2 separate regions of the Gasterosteus aculeatus genome follow, and region 1 is linked to region 2. The links are chromatin contacts, called in public Hi-C maps. All regions are on one chromosome and are shown on one strand. The core of a region is the stretch at or near the end of the contact, and the rest is flanking DNA. Distances in the headings are between cores, read along the strand shown. Region 1 overlaps inpp5a (inositol polyphosphate-5-phosphatase A). Region 2 has its middle 5.2 kb from the start of nkx6.2.

Evidence for each region. A called contact is a pair of places that touch in the nucleus more often than the background predicts.
Region 1: a contact with region 2 is called in a Hi-C map of skeletal muscle, with 3 times the contacts expected there. The contact joins two enhancer-like sites. A contact is called at or near these places in 3 of 6 Hi-C or Micro-C datasets (skeletal muscle and whole body).

The regions. Positions count from the first base shown.
Region 1 is chr6:5,892,940-5,897,325 of fGasAcu3.hap1.1, forward strand. It overlaps inpp5a (inositol polyphosphate-5-phosphatase A), which reads right to left. Exons shown (of 16, transcript XM_040178060.2): 5 at 971-1,034. Among protein-coding and RNA genes, the nearest start is that of inpp5a, 56 kb to the right of the region's middle. Within about 2 kb of position 1,617, at least 1 of the 9 cell types and tissues checked has open chromatin away from gene starts, as enhancers often do.
Region 2 is chr6:5,829,476-5,833,877 of fGasAcu3.hap1.1, forward strand. No RefSeq gene overlaps it. Among protein-coding and RNA genes, the nearest start is that of nkx6.2, 5.2 kb to the right of the region's middle. Within about 2 kb of position 2,061, at least 1 of the 9 cell types and tissues checked has open chromatin away from gene starts, as enhancers often do.

The sequences.
Region 1 (4,386 bases), core at 367-2,866, 63 kb after region 2:
CAGATAGTCCGACAACTGCACCACCTGCTGGTCAGAATGAGGAATGAACAAATATGACGGTAGTTTGGACTCTTGCTGCTTGCTTCCCGCTGTCCTCAACTCTCCATCACGTGTTTGAAGCCCACAATCTCCCCACATTTAGCCAGGACGTTTTCCACACCACTGTCTTTCAGGGACACAGTGTAGCCTGGCAGCTACCAACATGTTCCGTCACTGTCCGCCCTAAAGTGTTCCGTTTGCCATCATCCCCTTCGGTTTGACACGTGGAGGAATTCCTCTGCACAGTTCTTCTGTTTGTTTTCCGATGCAAAAAGCTCTGTCCGTCTTTCTTCCGCCTCGGTCTCTCTGATCTAACGGACTTGCAGCACGCGGCGGTTTCAGGGCTCAACACACAGGAAGTAAACAAAGTTGCGTTAACTGGATTAAAACATTTTATCGCATAAATCTCGGCTATAATAATCGCATGGAATCGCATGGAATCGCATGGAACGTGTTAACTTTGACATGCGTCGACAGCCCTTATATATATATTTCTCCGGTTCCCTCTCAACCCCGCCCCCGTCTTCGCCCTGTCCTTCACTACAGGGCAACTGACTCTAATGCTGACTTGGGTCTAATAGGAAGCGGGGACGCCTCCACATCTATATCCCCTCCTTTAATTAGCGTGGCCGGCGGACCCCGGGCCCTCTGACACCGCAGCCTGATGAGAGCGCCGTAACTGTCCAATAACCCGCCGCACACCATTACCGCCAGGCCCGAAATCTTATGAATTAAATCCCAATATTAATAAGCATTACCATCCCCCCCGTTACATTATCAAGCCAATCTTAGCTCCACTGGTTTTTGATGGAAGCCGGAATGGCCCGTGAATGGTTGTGTGTCATGTGCAGGGGGTGGAGGGATGGATTTATGTGGTGATTTATGTGTGTGTGGGGGTGGGGGGCGGGGGGGGGGGGTTTAGGGTACTCACCTTTGAAATCAAACTGGTGGATGTTTTTCAAGGACTCGTGGATAAAGTAGAAACTTCCGAGGGCCTGAGAGAGAGAGAGAGAGAGAGAGAGAGAGGGGGGGGGGGGGGGGGGGAAGTCAGATTGATACAAATAGATCTTTATTACCAGACCCTGATCCCATCCAGCGTCTCCACGTTACGGATGAAATGAACTTCCAAAACCCCCACAAGAAACAAATTCCCCACTTGCCCAAGAGCCACAAATGATCCCATTGTTTTCCCCGTTTTCCCAAGATGAACCACTCACCATGTTGAGTGTGCAAAGGATTGACCTCCTGGAGGAGCTGCACACCTTGGACTACACAACAACAGGTGCTCCTGGTACAGTACTCCACCCCCCTCCTCCTCCACCTCCACCCTATTCTCCTCTCATGTGGCCCGTCAACAATTCCGGCTCTCAAAGGGTGAAACACTTTCAGATGGATTTCTTTTTTTTTATCGACTTCAATAGGCTTAAAATCTTAATTTCCCCGCCGCGGACAATAGGAGAACTTTCCCATATCGGCGGACAAACCAATCAAAGTTTGTGGGAAGGAGGGGATTTGATGCGGTTCACAGACCGCTACACTGCTTTCTGTCGCCGTCTTTGCACTCGGGTAAGAGGGGGGGGGCTCAATCCCCTGTGTCTTTGAGATAGAGGACCTCTGGCTCTGCATCGGTCTCCTTCCTGCCCTCGAAGAGGGCGCTGAGCAAGCTTTACTATAAAGACCCAATGTTTAGAAAAAGAGGGTGAAAAAAACGAAAGGGCAGGAGGGAGAGAAGGGGGGGTGTGGGGGGGGCACGCTGAAGTCGGATGGCCAGACTCAGGTACAGTAACAGGAAGGAGGAGTGACGGAGCTTAGAGGGGTGTGATCAAGGAGGAGGAGACACCCGTAGAAGAAAAGCTTCTGGGCACCGAGGAGGATTTAGTCTGAGGGGTTTTTCCTGCGTTTTCCCCTATTGAGGCCAGACGCCTCTCTTCGTCGCCCCCCCCTCCTCCTCCTCCTCCTCACGGCCTCTGCATTATTTATGAGCTCTGGCACATTTTGAGATTAAACATTTGCTGATTTGTCAAAAGCACAAACATGAGGTCCTGCCCATCTCCTTGACACACAGGTCCAGCCGACGTGGAGGAAAAAACACTGTCGCACATTTAATTGATGAGAACAGCGGCTGGTGACCCAAGACCCCCCCCCCTCTCCTCACCAAACCCCACCAAACCCCCCCCTCCTGCTCTGGTGGAGGACAGACGGAGGCGGCGGGAACGTCGACGGGCGAAAGGCACGGACTCAAGGTCACGAGCTTCCCATCGCGAGAGGACGGCTTCCAGGAAGGCCCCCCCCCCCCCCCCCCCACACACACACACACACACACGTTGGTCTTTATGTTCTCTTTCACCTTAAAGTGCCGACAACAGACCCAGAGACAGAGATGGATCGGAGAGAGGGCAGGATGGGGGGGGCAGTGCTATCTGTCACAGCGGTGCCACCTTTGCTAAAGCTGCTGCTGGTTGTGTAAATATTTTAGAGGGCAGTCAAATGAAAATGCCTATTTTGAAATATGACACATGAGATGTATAAAAAGTATATGTTTCATCGGTCTATCTGTAAATAAATAGCAGGAATCCTCTGGGGACTAAAGCCCGGCAGCGGAAACCATCAACGGATGAATTGTAGCTGGACAGAAATCATTTGATTAATCGGCATATTTAAAACATTTTGCATTAGCTTTCCCTTTGAGCTCTGGTAAATTAGGCTTTCATCAATTGATTGGGGAAAAAAAACATTTAATTGTGGAATGAATCATCAGTTAAGCAAAAATCTGTCCTCAACACTGATTAATGATCGCATCAACAACTGTCATCTGCAGTAAAAACAACAACTGAGAACTAGAAATAAATGATGAAACCCTCTACTTTAACAGCCCCTCTCAGGCCGAATCCCCCCTCAAAAAATGCTAAATGAATATGACACCAAACTAATCGCCCCAAATCAATTCTCAAATAAAATGATAAACGACGACGCTTAAGTGCCTCCCCGTGTAATCGCGAGAAATCTACTTAAACCCCCCCCCCACGCTGATAAATATTTATTTGACAGGGGGGTTGAGAAGCTGGCAGCCGCGGCCGCGCTCTCCTCTCCTCTGCCTCCCTCCTGCACTCTTCATGAAGAAGCTATTATATTAGCCATTGCAATTAATCCATTTGTCTCCCGGCGTGACAGCCTCAAAATATTCATTAGTGCGGCGCGGCGCTGACAGGCGGCGCTCATCTTCTTCATCTTCATCCGCGGCGGCCCGCGTCAGACGTATGTTCGTCACGTCCCTCTTTATTGATCAGCCGCCAGATTCACTTGAAATAATTAAAAGTATATTTTACATATTTATAAACCCCCGCTGCCACCGCGGGCTACTTAATTTACCATTAGTAAAATGCAGTCTATTAAATGCACCGTGAGCGGGGGGAGGGGGGGGTCCAAGGGGGAAATGAGTAATTGCCGTAATTGTAGATAGTGAGACAATGGTTTTACGACTCGCTCTGGCAATGCCACCTCTTGTCTGCGTGTTGGCATCTCCACAAAAAGCCCGGCGGATAGCGGCGGACGTCCCAGCAGACTGCCTGTAAGAATAAAGGGCAATAAGAGACTTGAGGGCTGCAGTACATATCGGTGCATACTTTGCTCCGCTGAATGCTTTATCGATACCGAGGGCTGCAAAAATGAGTTCCGGCCGACGCGGGAAAGTGGGAATGCTGTGACCTCAGCATGGATTTTCTGCGGTTTAATGTGAAAAATGAGCCATAAAGCAAACATAAAAGTAATCATTTTTCCTCCAAGGTCTCACCTCCAATCTGTGCTGAGGGAGAGTGGTCCGGTCCCGGGAGAGCTGACACACACACACACTCCGGGTGTCATCGCAGTGTCGCTGTGCAGCGTCCGAGGGTAAGGCGGACGCTTAGTAGGGAAACCGATGACGCGCTCATAAAGCCCCCTAACAAGGGGCATAAGGGGTTAACTGCGGCAGGAAACGACCGTTTCCAGTGGGATGGCTCTCTTTTTTTGGGGTTTAACTGAGGCCCCACTCAAAAGATTGTTGGTGTTTCTTTGAGCTTCTCTGCCAGCTCATACTGCAAAGTATTATTTTAATCGTTGTTAAAGGCACGGCAGGACATCTTGTGCAACCACAGCAAGAGCATGCTAGATTTAAAAACATATAACCCCCAAACAATGAGCCCCTGGATGACAACTTGTTCACAATGAAAGTAGCACGTTCCATTGGCTACAAAAGCCGCCAACTTCAGGCCTCACGCCAAAGCCCCACCCTGATGACATCACGATGGAGGTAAAGAAGCAACGAGCACGGGCAGAATGCACGGACAGGTAGGGGACGGAAAGGGACCC
Region 2 (4,402 bases), core at 811-3,310:
CAACATAACAGAAAGAAAAAATACTAAGTAGGAAACTTTTTCAAGAAATGAATAAATGTCACTCGTCATACCGCAAAGTTCACTAAGCTAAGGCCAATGTACTATGCAGTAGTAGTATGAAAACCATCCATTTACCCAAAAGCACCTGGAGACACTGATAGGAGCCAGGACAGGAGCCTCTCTGCTGCTTCAGGGTTTGAGGTGAACTGCCGTACTTTCTGTTTTTTAACCACCAGGCGAAGCCAACGTCATATTAGCCTTACATGTTGTTGCTTTCATTTTAAATTAAATTATAATTTGTAATCCACCAACTATTAATTTGAGTAATTCCGTAAACTCTATTAACTACTCATTTATCATATATACTTCAACATCCCATGTCAATTTGTACACCAGCTGTTTCATTGTCAATGAGCTCACAACCTCTGATGAAAGCCGGACTGGTGCACGACCGCACGCTGCATTCCTCTCCTGGTCCGGACACTCAACGAGCTCCTGCAGCCTCTGGTCCTGCTTCTTTGTGCAGATCTGCTGGTTTCACCGGGCCGCACTCTTCCTCCGCTGTGTTTTCACAACAGGGACTAGCAGAGAATGTTGACAATAGTAATTGAAAAATGATGCATGTAAAGAGAAATTATAGAAAAATTCATAGTATAGTATTTTCTCGAAGAGAAAAGGTCATAAAAAGATGGATTAGTATGTCGAGAAAAAGGTGTAGCATAGTTGAGGAAATATCTAAACTTCTAAAAGAGCTATTTAATAAATAGTAATGGAAAATGCTGTGTAGCATATTGAAAGAAAGCCATTAAATATTTAGTAAAATAAAGTAATTTAAAATACCTGGTGTGGTATGTCAAAGAAATCTTATAGTCATAGTTTATCTAAAAAAGTTATTATTCCAATAAGTAGAAAAAGTCTTTAAATATGTCACGGTGTGGTGCACTTCCTGTCTTATTTTGTAGTTTTCTGCCACTCGTGTCCCCGGGTAACTTCACTTCCTGCCTGGTCCTGTCATCCCCTGTGATTGTCGGATTGTTTCCACCTGTGTCCAATCACCTGCACCTCCCATGTGTATTTAAGCTGTGTGTGTCCTTTGTCACGGATGTCCCTGTCTACCGTCTGGATGTGCCTCGTTCCTGTCTGCCTTTTTGTCCCCGGTTCTTGCGTGTGTTTTTGCCCGTAGGCCTTTTACTTTGTGGAGTTTTTCACTGTTAGTCTGTTTTTCGTTAAAGTCTGCGTTTGAGTCCTGCCTTCCTACCCAAACCCTGACTAAATAGTCATAGTATGCTGGAACATGCCATACAAATGTATGTTATCATTAAAAGTATAAAGTAAAAGTATAATATTTTGTTCAGGAAACGGTTTCCAGTTACACAGTAAATCCTCTCACGTGACGCTAATCACAAACTTGTAGTCCTCTACACCCACATTCTGCATGTAGAACCTCCACCTCCAGCCTCCAGCAGTGAACAGCATCCATCCTGGAGCAGCCATCGGTGAGATGAGTATTTACTTTGGTGTCAGTTTTATCCTTTACTTTGAGAGGACCAAAGAGTCTCTTTTGTGCCTGTGAAAGTCTTTTATCAATCTTTTTATTGCAGTTTCCCAATTATTTATGTTAAGCAAAATCCTGAATGATTTTTATATTGTAAAAAATAATCTTTTTCAAGAAAAAAAAATTGCACAGGAAATATATATGGCAGTGCTTAAAAAGAAGCCGCATTATGTTAAAGTTGAATGTTTGTGTTCCTTGTGTTACTGTCCAAAGGGTTTCACCGTGTGTTGCTTCAATTAACAGGACTCCTGATGCCAAATAATCAATTTATACCGTTCAGAAAAATAATTCAGTGAAAGCTGCATCTCAGAACATTCTGAATGTTTTTCAAACTGTCTCAAGGAAAATGTGTTTTACACTTTGTTACATTTGTTTTGTTGCATTTTTTTCCTGGCAAATCATTTTTTAATCGATTTGTAGCCACTGAATTGTTTGTACAATATATAATGTATCCTTGTGGTTTACACAATAGCATTGCATCAGCAGGAGGTTCAGCATGAGGAGGAATATGGGGGTAAGCCTGAGGGCAGGCAGGGGCAGAAAGTATAGAGGGCAGAGCGGCGTAGAGACCTTGAAAAAAAAAAAGTAATTCTCACAACACAAAGCCACTGCCAGCACCTCAAGTAATATCCAATCTTGTGCAGTTGTGTTACTGTTATTTGAAACATTATAGCAGGGCGAATGTTTGTATATCTTGACTGGACACAGGAGGCCAGTCAGCGGCCAGTCAACTCCATATCTGCCCTCCATATAATTATCATGTTACAGGTTTTACTTTGCAAGTCATGGTGGTATATTTGTTAAATGACGGTTTGTACCATTCTGAAACTGCAATGAGGGACTGTTGAAGCAGCAAATTGTGAAAATGCTACTTCCATGTGAGACTGTAGCAATGGTTGAAACGTATTAAGAAAAAGGGCAGTGTGCACATTGTTACACTATAACTATCATATTAGGACCTGGATTCAGATAACGTAATTTGCTTGTACTGGTATATAATCAGTATAGAAAACTTATTATACAGTAATTTACTTCATAGTAAATGTATGATTTACTAATGATGCGAGCACTTTGCATCGTTAGTAAATCATATTTTAAATAGTCAATTGTGTGCATATACAATGCTTGGACGTGTGTGTGTGTGTGTGTGTGTGTGTGTGTGTGGGTGTGATGGGTGTGTGTGATGGGTGTTAAATCTGTGATGTGATGATACAAGGTTCAACAAAGAACGGGGCATTTAGGCGTCAAGACGTCAACGCTGCAAAATGCTTTTTGACCCATTAATGCTCGTAGCGAGGCAATCACTATGTGGTGCTTTTCACTATTTACAGAAACCAGTGACATGATGATGCATGAGTATTATCTGGAAAGCCTCCACAGGATGGCAGTGTTGTAACTTCATCCACCTTTTATTCACGGATGGGTTTTTGCCAACAGATGTCTCCGCTGTGTTTCTTGCAGCACTACAAGTAGATCTCCAACCTCCTGCAGCCTCTGCCTGCACCTTCAAATACTTGCTCTCAGGCACTGTCTGCGCCTCCACCTATCAAGAACCTGCACATCCACCTCTACCTGAAGATATTCACTAACCTTTTGCAGAAACATCCACAGTTTACTAAATCAACGTACAAATTCTCTAATTTTTCAGAGGTTTCAGTTTATCGACTGAGTCAGTCTGGTGAATAGAATCTTTTAGAGAACAAACAGATAATAAGTGTAATAAGAGTCTACCGGGCTGCTGGATTCAAGCTTTTTATTTTTAAATAATAACAATCAACACACTTTACCACCAACTCATGCTCTTCTCAAAGATAAAGTCCATTGATTTCTATTAGAATCGGATCAGTTTATTTGAGTCCACAACAAATAGCATCAATTGTGGGATTTTTCACCCAATTTTCCCTTCAGACACTTTTTTCCTTTTTAGTATTTGTTTCGCGGTTTCCCCTGTAGCTTTTTTTTTGTTTGAACTAGGAAAGCTAAAAGTACTTTTAAAACTCTAGACAACCAGGTCATATATTTTACAGAGTTAGCATTTGGCGTCAGTGTGAAGAAATATAAATGAGGATTTAAAGTAAAAATGTCAACGTGAACATCGTTCACAATATAAAACATCATCTTTTTAATCAGCACAAAGTGACGAATATTAGTCTGGTTCTCAACAGAAGGTTTCTAATGTGTGTTTTTATACGTGTGTGTCTCAGATGACTCACTGATAATTCAGACAATTTTCTAGGAGGAAGTTTCTTTTTCTCAAGGTAATAGATGATGGTAAGTTGACAGAGTTCACGCCATCCCATTGATTGATAACTGCTGCTACACAGACTCCAACGGGGGCAGAATCCTGAAGCCAGAACGTAAAGCATCAAGAGATACGAACACTTTCACTGGCTGCCAGTCGTTTACTGCATCGGTTTTCAAATTGTACCGATTGGAAGATCGGTAGATTATTCCATTTAATTGGACATTTGAATAAATGTATAAGAATATATTTACTCAATGCCCTGAGTTCCTCTTTGAGTGTCTAGAAGCAGGCGGCCGAGGCTTAAACTCACGACAGGCCCGTGTCATGAAGTGATGAAAAGCTGCGTTGAATGTTTTTTTGATACGACATACGTTTGCGGAAAAGATGAAGTGCAACATTTAAAACACTTTGATGCGATGAAACACAATCCACTTTGTGTTAAAAAGACCAACTCATATTAATTCATTAATGACGCCATGCAATTAGATACAACTGAACAACCAATTGTCTGAGAAACTGGCTCTTTGGCTCATATCTGGAGTGTAGTGAGGAAGTGTAAGGATAATTAAGATGTTAAACCTGATCGAATGAATCAAAGTAAT